3 separate regions of the Rattus norvegicus genome follow, and regions 1 and 2 are each linked to region 3. Evidence: chromatin contacts called from public Hi-C data. All regions are on one chromosome and are shown on one strand. The core of a region is the stretch at or near the end of the contact, and the rest is flanking DNA. Distances in the headings are between cores, read along the strand shown. Region 1 holds the start of Mmadhc (metabolism of cobalamin associated D). Region 2 has its middle 210 kb from the start of Mmadhc. Region 3 holds the start of Rnd3 (Rho family GTPase 3).

Evidence for each region. Hi-C and Micro-C count contacts between places; a contact is called where the count stands out from the background.
Region 1: a Hi-C map of kidney shows a contact between it and region 3, with 5 times the contacts expected there. The contact joins the promoter of Mmadhc here to the promoter of Rnd3 in region 3. A contact is called at or near these places in 9 of 12 Hi-C or Micro-C datasets (the A7r5 cell line, frontal cortex, kidney and 4 more) and 1 of 1 datasets of contacts at active chromatin or transcription factors (oligodendrocytes).
Region 2: a contact with region 3 is called in a Hi-C map of liver, with 1.6 times the contacts expected there. The contact joins the enhancer-like site here to the promoter of Rnd3 in region 3.

What each region holds. Positions count from the first base shown.
Region 1 is chr3:55,133,096-55,137,762 of GRCr8, forward strand. Mmadhc (metabolism of cobalamin associated D) reads right to left here and starts at 2,634. Exons shown (of 8, transcript NM_001004280.1): 1 at 2,577-2,634; 2 at 2,209-2,265. The coding sequence starts at 2,217. LOC102555425 (a long non-coding RNA gene) reads left to right here and starts at 2,528. Exons shown (of 3, transcript XR_001837105.3): 1 at 2,528-2,737.
Region 2 is chr3:55,339,051-55,343,836 of GRCr8, forward strand. No RefSeq gene overlaps it. Among named protein-coding and RNA genes, the nearest start is that of Mmadhc, 210 kb to the left of the region's middle. Within about 2 kb of position 2,336, at least 10 of the 93 cell types and tissues checked have an H3K27ac peak or open chromatin away from gene starts, as enhancers often do. A contact at or near this core is called in liver, where this site is marked.
Region 3 is chr3:55,996,739-56,000,999 of GRCr8, forward strand. It overlaps Rnd3 (Rho family GTPase 3), which reads right to left and starts at 1,756. Exons shown (of 5, transcript NM_001007641.2): 1 at 1,422-1,756; 2 at 911-998. The coding sequence starts at 1,571.

The sequences.
Region 1 (4,667 bases), core at 1,384-3,883, 860 kb before region 3:
AGAATTTATCTTTGGACCTAAATGTTTCCTTTTCAATCCTTTCCTTTCCTGCTGTAGACTGTGCTATTATTCCTTAGTTTGGTAGCAATGATCACTTTCCTCAATTTTGGCATACCTTTGTAGTGTATTTTCTGATCTTACATTTATTTCCCTGACTGAGTTAAATTGTTGACTATGTAAATATGAGAGCATGGATAGATTGGGGAATACTTAGGTTAGAATATTGAATGTAGAGTTGTCAGATGCTTTCCCAATCAGCTGATGGAGCTAAGGTTCCACTGTAACAGACCCAGTCATTCACTTCTGTACCGCCCATGCCTGCTCTTACACCATGACATCAGCAGTAGCCTATTGCTCAGCTAATTTGCCAGCTGGCCGTTTACAATAAAAACTGCTGATATCACCGGCCTGGATTATCAGGAGTTACCATAGAGCCATGGGTGTCCGTGTTTCAGAGCTTAGACACACTGAAATATGTCTTTCACATGGAAGAAGGGATCTTCAGTTACAGCCATTTGTGGATAACTGATGCCATCTAAGCACACTAACTCAGTTGCAGTGTCTTCTGACTTTACAGAAAAGCAGACCTGGGCCTTCACTGAGAATCATCTAACTTGGGAAATTTTATTAAAAGTTTTTGAGTTTCAGGAAAAGGGGGCGAAAGTTTGAAATAGGTATATCCAGATGAGTGTCAAGTTCAGTTTGTCTAGATGCTGAATATGGACATTTTTAAAAACTCAGGATGTTAAATAAATTGTTAAAGACATATGTGTATGCATATTTCACTAGTAATACCTGCCCAGAATTTGCAACACATATAAGACAACACAAAACCCTTCTGTTTTCACATCTAAATGGTAAACCTTAAATTCAGTATAAACAGCATTCTAATAAAGAGTTGTTATTTTTTGATAAATTCATATTCATTTAAAACACAGTACTATCCTGTTTCACCTAACCTCCCTCCTTTTACACTATCATAGGCCTCTTCATATCACACCCCTTCAGGGCAGGTTGATAAAAATTCATCTTAAAACTCGGCTCATACTGGTATTCTCCTCTTAGGACTTGTCTCTACAGTCACACCTTCAAACACTTCGAAACAGAAATGCCAGCTCAACTAATCGTTGCCATATTAATTTTTTACTACAGCTCTGGTTACATTACAACTTGAATGAAGAAAAATTACTGAGTACAGCATTCCAGATTCTTGAATATTCCTTTATCTCACAGTCCAACTTCACCTCCTATATTATGTCCTTTGCACTTCTTACACTCAGGTGGGCAGAAATGACACCCTAATATTTAAACAACTCGGGGGAAAGTTTTTTTTTTTGTTTGTTTGTTTTTAATATAACACCTGATCTTCTAATTTAAACCTTGGATGATCCACAGTCATCTCTAAAAACTCAAGGTAAAGGTTTTCCCATTAGGGGATCTCAAACTCCAATTTTCTCTTATGCATGGATCTCTCATGATAACTTTTTTCAAGTTTTCAAGAAACTATTATGTGCTACTTAAAAAGTGTTTGTCTGAAAGTATGGATGTGTACCTGGGGTTTGATGTGGCCCAGAAGTGGGCACTGGTCCCCCAGAACTGGAGTTACAGAAAGTCGTGACCAGTCTTGCCGGTGTTAGGAGCTTGGGTCCTTGGGTATTGGCCTGTAGTCCTAACAGCTTCGCCCTCTTTCCTGGCCCCATCATGTGTTACTTCTAATAGAAGCCTTCATATTTCTTATGTCCTTAACCTATGAACTATCTTAGGTAGGATGTGCATAGTACTCGGGCACTTAGAGTCAAGTCTGTAAGTGTGAATAAGAACTTTTGCTGTGCTTTTATAGAAATTGTAAAGTCACTTACTATACTAATAACTTCAAAACTTCAGCTTAACCAAAGGCTTTTTTTTTGTTTTGTTTTTTTGTAAAGTGCTTAAAACGTTCTAAATATTTGCTGATATCGCTTTTAAAATTGTTGAAAGGATGCTTGCATTGAATTGGATTATATGCATATAAAATATGAAAATATTAAACTGGGGAAACAAACGTACCAGAATTTAATAGAATGTGCTGAACTGATTTCAAAGCATATAAACCTAATTTCACACCCTCTGCTCCCCGACACTGCTGATACATTAAGGCGACCATTATGCCAACGTCATCATAAACTCGTCCCTCCATTTCCTAACAAGTTTATTCTAAGAGTGACTTACATGGGCCATTTCTAGTGAAGAAGGCGGACGCAGACTTTTCCCCTCTGCAAAGTATCCCTGGGAGAGAGCAAAAACAAAACGGGCTAGTGACAGACCAAGCTCTACCGACGGAGGTTCGGGCCAGGCAGTATTAGCTTGTCCCTCCCCAAAGCCAGACCTCGGGCCCCGCGTCACCGAGAACCCGTGGGAACACTCGGGCCGGGCGGAACCCAGCAGGTCTGCGCTCCGAGCGCAGGCTCGGGCGGAGCCGTGTGGGGCGCGAGCAGAAGAACCCTGGGCAGAGGTGGGTGGACCGGGGCAATACCGACAGCAGGGGCACGGTCACCCGTGAAAGTGCAGAAGAGACCGCGGGTGGGAACCATCCGTACCAGTCACCACACGGCCAGCTGATCCAGTCCCTCAACACGTCCACTGTCAAAATGGCGGTCCAGGCAGGCGCTGTTGACGCCCAGACCTGAGTAGTTGCCTCCGAGCGCATCGATGCTGTCGGTCGATCTTCGAGTAGAGGCTGATCACAGGGCTTCAGAAGGTGAGCTAGTCTTTCATTGGGTAAACTGATGGGTGGATCACGGCGGGGTGGGACCAAATTGGGAATATTTACAGGACTCAGCACCAGTCTTAGCTGAGTCTTTGCTTCATTGACTTTTTGGTACCTTTGACAGATTTTTGTTGTTGTTGTTGTTTTTAAATTTTAAAAACTATTTTCTGTTTATGATTTTTTTTTTGCATGCATGTGTATATGTACAGAAGAAAGTGTTGGTTCTGCTGGGACTGGAGTCGCGGATGGTTGTGAACTGCCATGTGGGCGCTGGGAGTTGAAGTTGGATTCTCTGAGCTTGTGTTCTTAACTATTAAACTAACTCTTCAACTCCCTTCGACAGATTCTCTATCCTCCCCTAGACTTTCCAACAGCTTTCAGAAGATTCTGTCTTCTGTTGTTTGCATGACAACTGTTTGTCACTATTGTTTGTGAGGACTTTTTTTTTTTGTCCCAGTTCTGCGACAGCATCAGACTCTTAATAGGCTTGATAAACATACATACATTACATAATGTATCTATCAATAATAACATATAGCTTATCCAATTTAAAAAAAGAACCTCATAGTTAATGCTGAAGTTTCTTTAATTTTGGTAACTGTATTAATGACTTTTCTGCTGTGATGATCAAATACAACGGGCAAAGTAACTTATAGAAAGGATTGTTTATTTAGGCTTACCAGTCTAAGACTCCAAAATTGGGAGATGAGGATGGTTGGCAACAAGTAGTAAATGTAGAGACTAAAGCGGAAGCTGAGGGTTCGTATCTTGAAACTAAGGAGAAAGCAAAGAGCTCACTGGGGATGGTGGGTGGCTTTTTTTTTTTTTTTTTTTTTTGGTTCTTTTTTTTTTTTTTTCCGGAGCTGGGGACCGAACCCAGGGCCTTGCGCTTCCTAGGTAAGCGCTCTACCACTGAGCTAAATCCCCAGCCCGGTGGGTGGCTTTTAAAACTCCAAAGCGTCCTCACTAAAATACTTCCTCTTGCAACGCCATACGTTCTACCCCCCAACCGATATAAGCTTGCGACCAAGTGTCCCAAAACCTGAGCCTATGGAGGCCAATACAATAACTTCAGCAGTTGGAGAAAGTATTCATCAGGTATTTTGCTGAACTGGAACTTGCTGTTCCTTTCGTGCATTGACTCAAGTAAGAGTGTTTAGGCTTAATGGTATAAAATGTACTCAACCACATCAAGGGTTCTTACTATCAATATGATTTATCACCAGTTATCAGTTTGGTGAGGTAAAACCACGCTTCTCCACGGTGAGGTTACTCTTTCCTGGATATTCAAGGAGGAAACAAGGCCCAAATTGTAGGCGTGGGTAGTCATTCACCTGTCTGAGCACTGAGTGTCTTCAAAAATTAGCTGGAGGTCTTGTGGAAGAATTGTCCCTTCCGTTTGTCTATGCACTCAGTTTTTTTCTATTAATGTGGATTCATATTTATTTAAAATTCTTTTAATTTTGTTTTTCATATTGATCCAGTTTTTGGTTTCTTTTAGTTGGGCATCTATGCTTTTTGACATAACCCCATAGGTTTTGTTTGTTTGTTTGTTTGTTTGTTTTTGGTACTCATCAATACTTTTGTTTGTCACTATTTCTTGAGATTGTTTTAAAGTTCTGGCATTTAGATACTCCAGAATCTTTATATGTTCCTGTGTATCCCAGTCCCAGTATCAACATGTCCCAAGGAGACATGGTTACTTCTTTAACCAGTGTGAGAGACTTGACCTCCCCACTTGCTTAACTTCAATTCTAGTGTACATGTAAGGAGAATGCAGAACTGTTAAACTACATTCAATGTACTCGTATAGAGGGTTTATATGATTAGCTAAGCCTGAGAGAGTCATGGCCAACTATATGCAATGGTTTTAAGCAGTTCTTTTATCTTTATTCTTACATACTACATTTATATCTAAAGA
Region 2 (4,786 bases), core at 1,086-3,585, 660 kb before region 3:
GTCATGAAACCACTTTTACAAGTCATCCCTAAGTCTATATTATAGAAATTTGATAGTCCATTAAAATCATTTGGAATAGATTAACAATATGGAAAAATATTTGGCTATATACAGTCACTTGTATTCTTTTTTAATATAAATTATTTTTAAAAAGACATATTAAAGAAGGCATGACTGGGAACATACTTGTAGTCTCAGGATTTGGAAAGTAGAGACAGGAGTATATCATAAATTCAAGGTCATCCTCGGCTTCATAGCAAATTTGAGGTTATCCTTGAATGCATGAGACCCTGCCTTTAAAACACAACAAACAAACATGTTTTTAAAAGTCTAACAGACACAGCAGACATATAGTAGCAACTTCAATAGTAGGTCAGAGGGATGTCTACAGAACCTAGGAGGCCTGATGCAGGAGGATCTTACATTTGAGACAAACCTGGGTACCAGTCATTTCAAGTACATCCTAAGTTAAACAAAGAGACCTCATTTTGTAAACAAAACAAAAATCAACTATCAAAATCAAAATAAACGCCCAAAGTGGGGACCTGAGTTTGCTTCTTTTTACCAAGTGGTGTCTGTACAACTCCAGGATAGTTATTTTTCTCACTCTCTAGAGTCCAGTTCCAATATAGGCACAATGGTGCTATTAACCCCCACCTCTTACAGTTGCTGAGCATATGAGAAAAATCAATATGTGTAAAATATACAGGAGAGTGCAGAATATCCAGTTAATATTGACTGCAAGTTAACTCTGATCACAGCAACTTTTAGGCTCTTTTTATGTGCCTACCAGGTAATCAATTCCAGTGTTATCCAGGGGAAGTGTTGAGGGATGATATGTTCTACTCTCTTCATGAAAGAGCAACCTTTGCAGTTGTTTCTTCTGTAGAGCTTGAGAGAATCTTGTCTCTTGCTGTCCATTACTTGGATGTCTCCTTATTTGTTTTCCTTAGCAGAAGTAGATGACCTGTGGGAGAGCAAGGATGCTAAGTCCACAGAGTCACGGGGGGTGGGGGGTTTGTTTTCATCCATCCCTTTGTGGTGAGATGCAAGGCTGACTTCAGGACTACACAGTATTTCCCACTGCTAGATGAAAAACCCTCCCGAGCAGAAGATGGAGAAACTGACTCAGCGGGCAACATGGAATTATTGCTTAATAATGTTTGAGTCAAGACTGGACTCTGTCCGGTCAGCAACTCCGAACATTCCAGCTCTTTCACTGTCTTTCACAAAAGCCTAACCGTAATCCACCTTAGGCCTTGGAAGAAGTTGCTTCCTCAACTTTTGGAGGAAATAAACATGTTTTACATTAAAAAGAACATGAGTGATGCTATATCACCAAATATTTTCCATATTTTAAATCCGTTTCTATTGATTTTTGAATGGTCTATCAAAGAATTATTTAAATATTAGCCTTCTCTCCTAGTTAAGCAAATACATCCCATTTTTTAAAACTCTATTTTATTGAAGTGGAATGTCCTACAACAAAATGGAGGACCCATCTGAAAGGTGAAGTCTGTAGTTTTTATAACCAGCACCAATCAGTGTGAAGGACGTCGTCGCCATCCCAAAATGCGCTTAGACCTTTGCAGTGGACAGCTGCATGCTCTCCCCAGCTGCTCACCCTACGGATTCGCTATATTTTCCTTCATAGACTCTCATGTAAATAGCATGTCACTTGCACTCTTGGTGTCTGAATGGTTTTATGAACTATGCCAATTTTACCATTTTCCAGGCCATCGTATACGCAGGAAGCTTGGCTTCTTGTCTTACTCTCTTTTCTCTTTTGTCCTGTAATCTATATTTACTACAATTTGTTTAGGCATCCACCTGTTGAAGACCAGGAACGTTGGTTGAGGCTACCCTGACCAAGGCCACTGTAAGCATTTATATGCAAATCCTGGGTTGGGCACATGTTCGAGGAGATGAGCATGCCATCATTACCACTTCCCGCCGTGGCTATAAAAGCCTTGTTTCTGTTTCTAAGATGCATTATGCGCTCAGTCTCTGGAATATGACCCCACGTCATCTGTTTGGCCACTGTGTTACTGGTTACCCAGGACACTGAGGTGTTGAAATATTTCAGGTGGCTGTTTTTAGCACTTTCTACACTTCCCTTTTCTCTGCCTGTGAGCTGACTAGAAATGAGCAAGCGTGGATAGAAATGCAAAGCATATACAGAATTTCTTTGAAGATCTGATCTAATGTCTTCCACGGGAAGATTCCTTCCCTCCTTTGGTCTGTATTCAGATATAGTCCCTTTACAAGCTCTTACTTACTGACCTCCTGGTGTTTTCTTAGCCATTAGTCTTAGTGCTGAAGCTACTGGGAGAGGAGCCAAGAAGCAGCTGCTGCCGAGTGGAGCCACACATTTCAAACCTCCGAAGCTTTTACCTTGACCTCTGAACTTGGGATCTCAGTCTATTGTCCACATGAGAGATGAGGCCTTCTCTAGATTATGGTGAAATTTCAACTTTTTTTCTGAAACTGGGGCTTTCCCTTCACTGGTGTGTGTGTGTGTGTGTGTGTGTGTGTGTGTGTGTGTGTGTATTATGTGCTTTCAAAATCAATTAAATTCTTTCACTTAAGCTCCACCATAGTGACAATTCTGAAATGCCTTTATAGTTAGTTAGTTAAACCCAAATAACAGTGTGCTGTTGGAAGCTATTCAAATCAGACTTTCAATAATGCAAGCGCCAAGAACCAAAGACAAGTAGATTAGTAGCATCCAGACCTTCAGCTCCACTTGGTGAGAAAGATTCTGAGAGTGAAAGAAAGACTGGTAGTAATGCGTGAGCCCATCAGCCCACTGTTAGAACAACACGTGAAGGCCACAGAAGATACCCCACCAAACTGTGTCTTAAAAGGGTGACTAAGAGCCTAATTGATGTGAGAGTCAAATGAATATCATGGAACCACTTTAGGAGGAGGGAATTCCTTTCCATGTATGTTTCATTTTAATGGAATTCATCGAAGCTCTTCAAAATTTCCTATAAAATGACCACTAAAAAGCATGAAGTCTTAAAGGATTGAATCATCTTTTAAAAAGGAAGGGTGACACTCTTTCTTTTCCTCAACCACATGAGAGAAAGAATGTTCTGCTGTAAATTCCGATGTAATCTTAACTGTGGGGACTTTGATCTGAGGGAGGAGAGTGTCTTCCTAAAGAGTTCAAGCTGGAGTAAAGCTTCCAGAGCATGCGAGGTACTGAGAACTCAAGGTTCTCACAGGATGCAGTGGGATGAAGGTTCTTAGGACGAAGGTGCTGGACTGATGTGTTCAAGAAGTTGGTCCCAGGGGCAAAGTGTATTCAGCCAGCCCATAGTCCTGTTCTCATTATGCAAGAATGTTGGCTTTGTTTTCTATTTTACTCTCCAGGCTTTATTTCACTACTTAAGAGTTGCTTCCTGAGCACCAGTGGAAGGGGAAGCCCTGGGTCCTACTAAGACTGAACCCCCAGTGAACTAGATTGTTGGGGGGAGGGCGGCAATGGGGGGAGGATGGGGAGGGGAACATCCATAAAGAAGGGGAGGGGGAGGGATTAGGGGGATGTTTGCCCGGAAACCGGGAAAGGGAATAACACTCGAAATGTATATAAGAAATACTCAAGTTAATAAAAAAAAAGAGTTGCTTCCTGTTTTACATAAGCAACAGGACAGAGAGAGCGAGAGCGAGAGCGAGAGCGAGAGCGAGAGCGAGAGCGAGAGCGAGAGCGAGAGCGAGAGCGAGAGCGAGAGCGAGAGCGAGAGCGAGAGCGAGAGCGAGAGCGAGAGCGAGAGCGAGAGCGAGAGCGAGAGCGAGAGCGAGAGCGAGAGCGAGAGCGAGAGCGCTCAGCCTGATATTGGAAAAGATTGATTTTTCTCATTGTTACAGCTGGATCCCTTTTCATAATATCTAAATAGGGAGGTAGAAGGTGAAAAGCAAGAACCAATCTTTCAGTCATGATGGTAGCCAAGTCTAGTGACTGCTTCAACACACAGAATGCAGTTGTGACAAATGCTTTGATACCCTTGTCCAGTTTTATCATCTGTGCCATTTCTTGGTCAGTTTTTATGGGTAGATTGTGCTCCTCATTCTGTTGTTATTTTATGATTGCTTTGCATGGTCTGGAATTTTTATTGTATGTTAGACATTACATGGTTTTCTATTATTCTTTAATTTCTGTGAATCTTAGCCTCTGTTCTGGAACATGAGCTTGTTATTGGAAAACAATTGTTCCTTTCAAGGCTTGGTTTTCGAATTTGTTAGGCAATACTAAAGTAACCTTTAATCTAATTTTACCTGACTGCTTTACCTAATAGTCCAGAGTGGAGAGATGGCTCAGTAGATAAGAGCACATGTTTTGAGAACATGGTATCCAGGTTACTATCCCAGACCCATATACAAAACTGTGCATGGCTTCTTGGATCTGTAACCACGGTACTGTTGGGACATAGACAGGAGGATTGTTGAGACTTGCTGGCCACCAACCGAACTTAAGTACCAGTGAAAGACCCTGTCTCGAGGGACAAAGGCAGAGAATGAAAGAACAGAATACCAGTCTTCATCTAACCTCTGCGTGTGTATACATACCTGCACCCATATATACACATGCATACCCCTGCGTCACCTCCTCTCTCTCTCTCTCTCTCTCTCTCTCTCTCTCTCTCTCTCTCTCTCTTACACACACACACACACACACACACACACCTTTTATTCCTACCCTGAGAAGTGAGAATACTAATTTGTGTATAATTGAGTATTTCCCAACTGGGGGTAGCTCCTTGCATTTTTACACTGATTAATA
Region 3 (4,261 bases), core at 506-3,005:
TGCTAGAGCTTGGATACCAAGGGGTGCTCAGTCCTCAGTCCACACTGTCCCTGCTCCGAACTCAGCCGGGGATGACAGCCTTCCCGCCCGCGGAGATCTGCCCTCCCCACCACCCTGTGCCACGTTGGTGGGTGGGCGCATGGGAAGGCAACAACCCGGCCTTGAACCTTAGACCTCTGGACAGAACCCACCAAGGCGTCAATAATTCAAGTAGACAGGAAGGTCAAAGGCGAGGGGGTGCTGCCTGCGGCCCTGCAGGCGGGCGAGACAGAGGCAAAGGCAAAGGGGTAGGGAGTGGTATGTATGTTCGAAGAGCTGGCACAGAGTGATCCCCCGGCGCCCGCAGAAGCCGCTCTGCGCCGGTGACACTGAGGCTGCGGGGGCGGAGGCCCCGCGGTGGCCGCTGCCGGCACCACCAGCGCATTCCTGAGAGTAGGCGTCACGGGCGCTGGCTCCGGCCATTCACCCATCTCCCCCAGCCCGGAACCCGCATGCAACCCGAGGGTTTCGAGGATCTTCTCCCAGCTCAGCCTGCTCCCCTGCCCCGAGACCAGATGGCTGATAACACCCACGAGGGGCTTCCTGGGCGAGCCGGAGGGTTCCACGGTGCTCTGCATGCTCCAGCACTGAGCCACCCTGGCGGCTCGCTCCGGCACTGCCCCAAGGAAGGACAAAACAAGGCCATGCGGCCACCAGAGGCTCCTCCAGCAGGGTCACCCCGGACATATAGCGTCCTCCTGTCCCTAAGACCACAATCACCCCCATTGCCGCCCCTGCCCAGAAAGGATAACATTTTTCCGCGGCTTGGGGACTGGAAGTCCCTCAAGGAGCCACGATAGCAGACAGGGCATCGGATCCCGAGCCCAGGGGCGCACCGGTTCAGACTGCCACGCGGTGTGCTGAGTCTTACCTGAAGTGTCCCACAGGCTCAACTCTATTCTTTGTGTGTCGATTTCAAAACTGGCAGTGTAATTCTCAAACACCGTAGGGACGTAATTCTGGACGAACGAAAGGGACAGAAGAGGAAGGAAGGGTGGCAAAGAGATTATTAAAAATATGACCGGCATATCGAACACTTGAAAAACACCCAAGCCACCAATTAAAAAACCTCCACCAACAACCAACCGCACACTCCCTACACAGTAAACGCGCAGCCCCCTCCCGAGAGTCACCCAGGTCTCCCCACCCGGCCTCCCACACTGAAACCAGCAAGTTTCTGGGGCCAAGAGCCCAGGATGCTGGCGGGTTCCAGCCTAGAGGCTTCCAGGACACTTTCGCTTCCCAGCAGTGTGACGGTAGAGACAGGCTGGGCATGAGAAAGACTTTCAAGAAGAAAATCAGTGAAGCAAGAGAAACGACGCTGTCCCCAGACTGGGAACCCCATCAGCCACCCCCCTCAAAGAGGTACGGGTCACACTCACTTCGGGGAAGCAGTCCTTTGCGAAGACGTGGAGCAGCGCGGTTTTCCCACACTGGCTGTCGCCCACCACTACTATCTTGCATTTCACGTTCTGATTAGGATCCATGATAGATTTACTGGATAATTTCTGGCTGGCTCTTCTCTCCTTCATTGATGTTGCCTTATTTTCTCTTGGAACAGGAATTTTTCTCTTTAGAAGAAAAAAATATATATACTTCTCTCTATAAAAAGCGGATATAAAAATAAATCGCAAGGCCGGAGGGAACCCCTTAAGCGCAGCGGAGTTGGAGGAGGAGAGGCAGCGGCTCTTTACTCCTCTCCAACAAGTTTTCTGCCTGACTCCGTGAATCTCTTCCCAAGTCCAATTCCGATCGGTCTGCTTTGTTTCACGCTCTCTGCGCGGCTTTATACGCCCAGCCTTCCAATCCGCTCCGCTTTCTCAATGAGAGAAGGAAACTGATCCGCCTCCTCCCCTTTTATGGAGCCTGGGAGCCAGCGCGACCGCCTCGTTGGCGGAAAGTGTAAGCAGCGCGCCCTCTAGGGTGGCGTGCAGGATGGCTTCCAGACCTAGGTTCTGGCATAACCTGAAGGCGCCAGGCAGGATTTGCTGATGGATAGATTGTTCAGGACCGGGGTGACGGGGAGCGGGTATCTGTGCACATTGAATTTGCCCTGGAATTCCTTTCAAATTGCTTTCGAAGGGGCGCGTCTCCAGAAGCCTCGTCATTATTTGTGAACATTAAAAAAATATTTCCCAATCAAATTATAAAACAGAAGTAAATCTTGGATGGGAAAAGGCTAAACTAAGTTGTTGCACCAAACCCAAAACCTAATATTTTTAAAAAAATGTTGTGTCAGGTACATAGCTGGGTTATTTTAGACATCAGAACTGGTTTTCCTTGATCTTTGTAGAGGACTGGCTTTTGAAACTTGTCATTTTCAGCCACTTCAGAGGGGGCCGAAGGCTCTGGGGAATATGACAAGGTGAATGGGGGAGGGGGAGAGAAAAACCTTAGATGACAAAAACTATTGGAAACCCTGCCCCAACTGTCACTTTCACTGTGGGGACTCTGGAACCAGGGGTCTAAGCGTTCTTTGCTCCCTTGAGCTGTACCCTCCTTTGCCCAGGAATCAAGGCATTGGTCTTAAAAAGCACACATAACCATAGTTGAAAATTCAGGAACTCCCCTCCTCCACTCAGGTACTCCAGTCGTTCCGAGTCTCCCTTTCAGCAAGAGACAAACATAAAGACTGTTTGTTCTCTCGTTTTCTGAGAACAGTGTCTTTGTTGCCTGTCACCCCAATAGCCAGGAGGCTTCAGTTATTAAATTTATAGTGACGGTGTCTGGGAAGATAGTTCAGTCTGTGAAGGGCTTGGTCTGCAAGCACGACTTGATTTTCACCCCTAGCACCCATATAAGGAGGCATTCCTGACAGACTCAGAGGATCCCTAGGGCTTGCTAGGCAGCCAACCCAGTCAAACTGAGGAACTTAGGATTCAGTGAGAGACCATAACTCAAAATTAATGTAAAGAGAAATTGAGGGAGATACCTAGTGCCAACCTCTGTCTTCCACACATATACTAAACACACACACACACACACACACACACACACACACACACACACACACACCTTTAAGGAAAGTATAGGGACTGAATGTGTAGCGAATTACTAGGGGACCTAGAATGCTATCTTATTTCAGACCTGAGAACCTTGGAGTCTTCCCCTAAAGGACAACCCTGGCTTTATCTTTGTGGACAGGTGTGTTTCCTACAGGTTGACCATGGAAAGGGAAAGGCTGACCAAGGTCCTATGGCTGCATTTGCCAAAATTTGCTTGGAAGAGCTTTATTCGTCTCTTCACACAGTTCACAAAGGAAGCACTGTCCGGGCATTGTCTCCTAAAGTCTTACGTTGTGCTGTTATGTCGGAGAGGGAAAAGTGTCCTCTGTAAACTTCATAGAGTTTACCCTAGCATTTCCCTAACCTAACTAGTGCAGGAGATGTTCATCAAGATGCTTGTTTGGTTGAGGAAGAATGGGCAAAAAAGTGGGGAAATGTATTTAGGCCCTAAGTCACTTAGCTTCCTAAGTGACATTGGAACAATAATTCATATCTGTAAACCTTAGCTTTATCCTCATTAAAATAGGATTCATGAAGACACTGGTAAGAAAATGAAAATGGTGTCTGCCTGTACTTAGTATTTCTCCATAGCTCCCACTTGCCTGCCCAGAACGAAGTCTCATGTCTGGGTGAATCCTGGATTCCTTAGTCAACTTACTTATAAGAAGTGGGCTCATTCTTTGTTTTCTCTTGTTTCTAACTTATGACAACTCCCCTTCCAGAGATACGATGTGGTCTTCCACATTCCTGAATTGACGTAGTTTATATAAAGTCCCCTTAAAGGCAATTAATTATTAGTTATTTTGAGTTGACTTATTAATGAACTGGACATCACATGATTCATCATCTATGCTATATCTGAGCACCAAAAAAGATATCACCAATGATTCGGCAGGTCTCCAGGTATAGGGGAGTTTACTCCATCTAATAGTAGTATAGTCACATCTCCAGGGAAAGATCTGGAATCATAGTGGATAGGTATTTTTAGAAATCAGGTGACCTGAATCTCCAGGAATCTGCCAGCTGCTAAGTGAAATGTAATGGATGTGTGACTGAGTAGAAAAATCAACTTCCTGAAGCCACCAGATTTGCATATTTCCAGGAAATGAATACTTTCCTTTTGTCATTTGAATGTACTTTTAACACCCAAACATTTAGTTTAGTAATTATTTATTAGGTGTCTGCTATGTGCCAGGCATTGTTCTTGAAGCCTAAAA